Linked DNA regions of Mus musculus: region 1 is linked to region 2. A link is a contact called in public HiChIP or PLAC-seq data. All regions are on one chromosome and are shown on one strand. The core of a region is the stretch at or near the end of the contact, and the rest is flanking DNA. Distances in the headings are between cores, read along the strand shown. Region 1 overlaps Ccdc81 (coiled-coil domain containing 81). Region 2 has its middle 52 kb from the start of Me3.

Region 1 (3,404 bases), core at 357-2,856, 300 kb after region 2:
GCAGGAAATGCAATGCAAACAAAACCCAGGCACACACAATTCCCTGTCCTCAGGACTTGAACACTGATGGGGATAGCTAGCTGGTAATACTGTAAGGACATATACTCCAGGCTGATAAGAAAGGCTGTGCACTGAAGCAAGGGAGTGCTAAATCACAAATCAAATTCCCAGGAACGTTCCCTACCAAGAAAACATTGGCCTGGATGCCAGAAGAAAGTGGGATGAACATGTGGACTCCCAATGGGAAAGACATTTCAGGAGAGCAGATGGGAGCAAAGTCCTTGGGAACTTTGGGTGGGGACATTCTTGGATCTGTGTTGCTGGAGCGAGGCAAGTAAAAGATGAGAAGCATGGGAGAAATCAAGTCAGAGACTAGGCAGGAAGGACTCTTACTGCAAAGAGAAGGACTATGTCTCTTGCAAGAGAGTAGGGGAGCCTGGAAGATTTAGGTAGTAGATGCCATCATCTGTCTTACACAGGATTATTTTGGCTGAAGCACTGAGAAAAAAATAAGTGGATACTGTGCTGGTTAAATAACAACTTGACAGCATCTAGGATAATCTAAGAAGGTTTGTGAGCATTTCTGGAATTCATTAACCTAGGTTGTAAGTCCCACCCTGGTCCTAGAGATACCATTCTACGGCCAGGATGAATGAAAAGAACAAAGCAAGCTGAGCATTCACATCCATTTCTCTGCTTTCTGACTGTGACAGCTGTTCAAAGCTCCCCTGCCATGATGCACGCCCCCCTCCCCTTGAATTGTGACCCAAAATAAGACCTCTCTTTCTTAAGCTGCCTTCATCAGACATTGAATTACAGCAACAAGGAAAGTAATATAGAGATAATGGTGAAGAATGGTAGGACAGAGATCGTTCTAACAACTCAGAAGAAAGGCATTGGTGTGCTGTGGATAGCCCTGGGGCTAATTACATTTGATGTTAATTCGTTCTCCCTTGAGTGGTGGCAAACAAGGAATGAGTAGGCACTCAGGTGAACCTGCCTCCCATCTTAATTTGTAAAATAAAGGAGAAGTGATGCTTAGGCAGATAAAAGGGAAGGTGGAGCAGAAGGTGGGGAGAGAGAAGAAGAAAATAGAAGAGGGAGAGGACACAGAGGAGGAGGAGGAAGAAGAAAAGCGGAGCAGAAGCACATGGCCTGGAGAAACTACAAGTTTTAAGGGGTCTCATAGATGGGGAAGATGGTAGTGTAGCAGTAGATCTGCCCAATCTAGGTGCACAGCATGTATTCATATTGAGTTGTGTTTTTATTGCTGGGGCATATTTGAGTTGGTGATTTACTGCGACACTGGTGTGGATCAGTGTGGGAGCAGCAGAGGTCATAAGGATTAGCTGCATTGTAGATATGTTGCCTAGATGTGCTATAGGTGCCGGTGGCTGAATTTTCTAATGGGATATGGAACTTTGCTTCCCCTCAGTCCTACAGAGTGCTTCCTACCACAATCCTAATCCCTTCATCACAGTCTCTTCCTCTTACATCACACAGGCTCCACCCCCTTGTCAGAAACCAACAACTGAGGTCACACAGGATATGGGAATGGTTTCTAGTATTACTCAGGAAAATGGCTTTAAATATTATAAGTATGTGCCAGTGTTTTAACTGTACAACTTGAATGGTATGCTAACAATGTAACAGAGAAGAACACATGGGGAAATACTTCTACACAGCAAACTCTGAAAGCAAAACGGCCAAGCATTTTAAGCATGTGAGAACTTAGAGAGTCTCTGCCAGCATCCAACAAGTGAGGTAATTCAGTACTCAGTACCAAGGAAATGACAGCAACGGTGCAGGAGGTAAACCTACTATTAAACATGTGCTCTCAGAGAGAGGGGGTGGGCCTGGATAAACCGGAAAAGCATGGAAAGTAATTAAAAGAGAGACCAAAGGGCCAACAACATGGTGGGAGAGAACGGACATCGCAAAGTGGTCCTCTAATTAAAACAAAGAAATACATCCTCTACAGTAGTAAAATATATGATATATAAACACAAACAACCTATACTGATATTTAAAATGAAACTGAGAATCCTACTTTAAAAGCAGCACAAAGGTTAAAAAAAAAGAAAGAAAGAAATATATTTTAAAAATAGAGAAACAGAAACCAGATTTAGAAGCTCCGATGTATATTCCGTAGGAGCCAAACTGAAGCAAAGGAAATGACAATGCCTATGAATTTTCCCAGAAAATCACAACTCCTGTGAGGAGCAAAAAATACAAACACTAAGAAAAGTAAGTCTTTAAAACTACAAGAAAGAACAGCTTAGACATCTCTTTGGGACACCTAACAGAAGAAAATATAGAAACCTCAATTAAATGTTGAGCAAAACTTAGCTAAGAACCAAAAATCAGCAACGTGATACTAATCTACTTAAGCAGTAAAAAGACTGACCCTACCCAAAAGATAGAGACCTTGCCCAAATAGTCATTACAGAAGATATTAGAAAGGCAGCAAAAAGGAGGTAAGTCAGAAACACAGGTGACTCTACTGTCAGGCTCATGTGACAAACTTACATTCCATTTAATATCAGTATAAACCTGTCATATGATGTCTAAGCATCCAGAAATCAACAATGCCTATAAGGGTTTGTTTGGGTTTTGTTTTGAGGTTGGGGGGGGGGGTGTCAAGCAGGGTTTCTCTGCATAACCCTGGCTGTCCTGGAACTCACTATGTAGACCAGGCTGGCCTTGAACTCAGAAATCCACCTGCCTCGCCTCCCAAATGCTGGGATTAAAGGTATGTGCCACCACTGCTCGGCGCCTATAGAGTTGAGAAGTAATTTCTGAAAGAAATCAGACAGCCTGAGTGCTCCCTGTGCTATTTCTGCCTCTACTGAATAACGTTTATTCCCCTTACCCACAATGTATTATCTGTCACATGTGTCTGGATTTTCCTTTAGATTATCAGTCCTGGTCACCTCTAGAATCCCCATCACGTCTCACATAGAATGTTCTCAATAACAATTAATAAGGAACAGAAGAATTATTAAGATTCCCTGGGTCATCCAAGACTTCAAAATTATATTTAATAAGATGCAAGAGAAAAAAGTCACTGAATTACTTTTCACAGGCCGTGATCTTCCCACCGTTCCCACTTCGCTCAAACTTGTCCAGCAAGCTGACGCTTGTCACTTTAGCAGGAGAGATAGATTGCCTCTCACGGTGTTTCTTGGGTGATGATATCTCTAAATAACAAATGCAAATAACAAGAGGCATTCTATTCAATTCTCAAACAGCTAAATAGTAGCTAAATACACACATAACTTCTGAAGGTTTCTACCAAGGAATAGTTTCATGTAACCGTGCTCTTTCTTTTGTTTAAATATCTCCTGCCCTATTAAGACTGAGTGTGCCCTAGAGTTTACCTCATGCATTTATGCTATTCATCA
Region 2 (3,349 bases), core at 48-2,547:
AAAGACGAGAGTCAAATGCCTCCAGTTTCTTCCAATTCATGTTACTGAACAGTAACAAAGCTGAAACACAAACTTGTGTTTCAAGACAACTGAAACTTACAAGACAGAGTCAACTAAAACCACAGTGAAGTGAGGTTGGGAGACCAGGAATACATGATGCAGCAGTATATGGACCCCATCAGTTCACAGAAGGTTCTTCGGCCTTCCTGGTTCCATTTCCTGACCTTCATCATGAGTCCCCTTGTGCCATGAATCCCCAACTATGTCAGAGCCCTTCAAACCTCATGGTGTTTGTCATAGCAGGCACATTCAGACCCAGAGTCTGGTCTCCAGTCATTGCTGGATTCATACCTCTTAGTACACAGCTCCACATAAATTTCCTAGAGTTGTATCAAAGATTGCTAGAGCAAAAAGCAAATTTAGGAGTAGTTCAGGGCACATTAGAACACTGTTGGGAAAGGAGACAGAACCTTAAAGAATAACATATCATTCAAATCTTTGTGTAAAAGCTAAGAAATGTGATTATATACATGCTAATTTTAGAGGCAGTACATATAAAATACAAAGTGAAGATTAATTTGACCCTGGCACTGCAGGAGTAGAGGAGTTAAATAAAGAAATTTCTATTCTGCTGGTACTTACATTAAGGTAGTTATAGCTCTATTTGCGCAGTTTATTTGAACTAATTCTCAAAGCTTTATGCTCACCCACGCATTAAATGTGATTGAACCAATTTCCAGGCAGATGGAAAAACAAAGATATCTCTAGGTCAATATTGACCTTTCCTTATTTGGCAACTTTCCTTTGTGCACTGATGTCCCTGAACTGTTGAAAACTGCAAGATAAGGTGGAGACCTCCCTCCAGGGTGCCAACCGTCCTTTCGTGAGAATCTCTAATTTCTTATAACTCAAAAAAGCAGGGGGTCACGGCTACTTAATATGCGCATTAGATTTTGTTCACATAGCTCAAGTCATATTTACATGCCCTGACATCTCCCTCTCCTTTTCTTCCCTACTTATGACTGGTTCACTTCCTCTCCTAACGTTTCACCTCTCCTATTGCATAGATGAATTCATTTGTCCATTTATGTGGTTAAAATCAATTAGGTGCCTATAAAATGCCACATGCTATTGGTTCAAGGATGAGTAAAAAATACTTTTTTCCTAATTATATATAAGAGCTGTTTTTTAAATTATGAATCATAGGAATTTGGGAGGGGGGTTCTGGGCTCAGTGAAAGGAATGTGTAGAATCCTTTCCTACTTCTGTGGTTCATTTCTAACATGCCTTGGATAGCTTGGGAGTACTAGTCAATGACAGAGAACTTGGGAAAGTCTCTACTAAGGAAATGTATCCCTTAGTTGACCCTTGGTTGTGGGAAATAGTTCTTCTTCTTGGGATTTATTTCCTTTGGGGTGACTCTGGTGGATAGCTCCTGAAATCTGTGTCAGAAGTACCGAAAAGGGTAGAGGAGACAGAGACAAGGGGATATGTCAAATCTTTAGCTTCTGATTCATCTGGAACAATTGGACCACGTGTTGCACAGAAACCTGCCTAAAGCTGGAACAGATTCTTTGGGTTCTAACGGCTCGATAGGACCCAAAGGTAACGAGCTCCTTAAGGTAATTAATACAGAATTACAAGTTTAAAAGTAGCAGAGGCAGGCGGATTTCTAAGTTCGAAGCCAGCCTGGTCTACAAAGTGAGTTCCAGGACAGCCAGGGTTACACAGAGAAACCCTGCCTCGAAAAACCAAGGGGAAAAAAAAAGTAGCAATAGAGCCTTAGAAGGAAACTTCAGAATTAAGATTCTGTCATGAACTTCCTGATAAATCTATAGCTATAGCTCCATTTAGGGGACAGACAGAAATATCTGGTCTCTCCCTAAGTTCTGTGTTTGCCGTGAAAACACTAGATTTTCTTACAGCTCATCCAAAGACTTTTATGATGTATCATTTAACACAATCAAGTTCTAGTCAGCTCTTTTGGGTGGTAAATTAAATCTGGAACTCATGCAAGTAACAAGGAAGAGTGTGTATGTGGAGCACCGCAGGGACCTTGGGAGTGAGTCTCTTTTTAGAGATGGCCATAAGTCCACAGAAGAACAGGTATTGCTATTGCTTCAACAGCCTGTAAATCCCATGAATTACAAGGGCAGTCTCTGAGGTCATTTTGCTATACAGAGTAAGTTGTTTTTGTCTGGATGTCAAGCATGTCCCCACAAGTATGGGTACATTAATCAACCGGAGTTCAGGATTAAAGGCAGTGATTCACTTGAGCCAGACGATGCTATTGGTGCTTGCAGGAGTTTATGCAGACAGGTTGGAATCCAACACCTTGTTAAATTTAAAACAACAGCAAGAAATTGATAAGTAGAAGGCATGTTTCTCTCCTCTACCTAAGAAAAATGGGATGGACCCTTATTTAAAAAAAAAAAAAGAGCTAGGTGGCTGGGAGAAAAGAAATGTCAGGGGAATAGTGATTTATCTAGTATTTTCACCTCTCTTTAACTTCTTTCCTCTTCCTTGCTTTCTGATCAATGTTAATGTACCTAGTGATTTTGCCATAGATAACTCAAGACACTATACGTTCTAGGTACTGGTGGGATCTGGGACTCTGAAGAAGCCTAACAATCAGGTCCTGCCTCAAAAAGAGAAAGTAAGACCACAAGAGTGCTTAATAAATGCCTATTAAGTGAATACCATCAGATTAAATTAACTGAACTCACAGTTTAGGAGAGAGTAAATAATAAAACTATAGTTATCCTACAATTTAATTATTGATTATTTTAAAAAGAAGCAAAATTATATATCAATTTAGGACTCTAGACATAAAGAGATAAATGTGAAATCCAGGCTCAAATCTTGGCTCTGTTATCAATCACCCATCCTGATATGAGCAAATGCTCTCACACCTATGTGTCTATTTCCCAGTTGTCCTATGAGTTTTTGGTATAGTACCTGCCTTAGATTGCTATTGTAGAGTTATGAGAAAAATATATCCAAAACATGGAGTAAAATACCTTAAACATATGTTTAATATTAAGAACATTTTGAGTTATAATTTACAAGGGCTAAAGAAACACGTGGAAATGGGGGAAAAGGGAATTTTTGTGTATATGGTTGGAAACCAGGATGTATTTTTTGCAGACTGTGGAGATAGATGGATGGGTGGATAAGTAGAGCCAGAGTAGTGGCAGGGTAGGTCAAGGGTTAGTTCAGGATCCGGTGCTCTATTTAGTCTTGTCTGAAGATCTTCTTTTTTTTTTTTTTCCATTTTTTATTAGGTATTTAGCTCATTTACATTTCAAATGCTATACCAAAAGTCCCCCATATCCACCCACCCCCACTC

What was found. HiChIP or PLAC-seq counts read pairs in DNA pulled down with a chosen protein or histone mark.
Region 1: a CTCF HiChIP or PLAC-seq map of the NIH/3T3 cell line shows a contact between it and region 2, with 7 read pairs. The contact joins two enhancer-like sites. A contact is called at or near these places in 1 of 15 datasets of contacts at CTCF or cohesin (the NIH/3T3 cell line) and 5 of 115 datasets of contacts at active chromatin or transcription factors (bone marrow-derived dendritic cells, embryonic fibroblasts, embryonic stem cells and 1 more).

The regions. Positions count from the first base shown.
Region 1 is chr7:89,883,070-89,886,473 of GRCm38.p6, forward strand. Ccdc81 (coiled-coil domain containing 81) reads right to left here. Exons shown (of 15, transcript NM_001162979.1): 7 at 3,077-3,200. Among named protein-coding and RNA genes, the nearest start is that of Ccdc81, 19 kb to the right of the region's middle. Within about 2 kb of position 1,607, at least 16 of the 459 cell types and tissues checked have an H3K27ac peak or open chromatin away from gene starts, as enhancers often do. A contact at or near this core is called in the NIH/3T3 cell line, where this site is marked.
Region 2 is chr7:89,578,949-89,582,297 of GRCm38.p6, forward strand. No RefSeq gene overlaps it. Among named protein-coding and RNA genes, the nearest start is that of Me3, 52 kb to the right of the region's middle. Within about 2 kb of position 1,298, at least 9 of the 459 cell types and tissues checked have an H3K27ac peak or open chromatin away from gene starts, as enhancers often do. A contact at or near this core is called in the NIH/3T3 cell line, where this site is marked.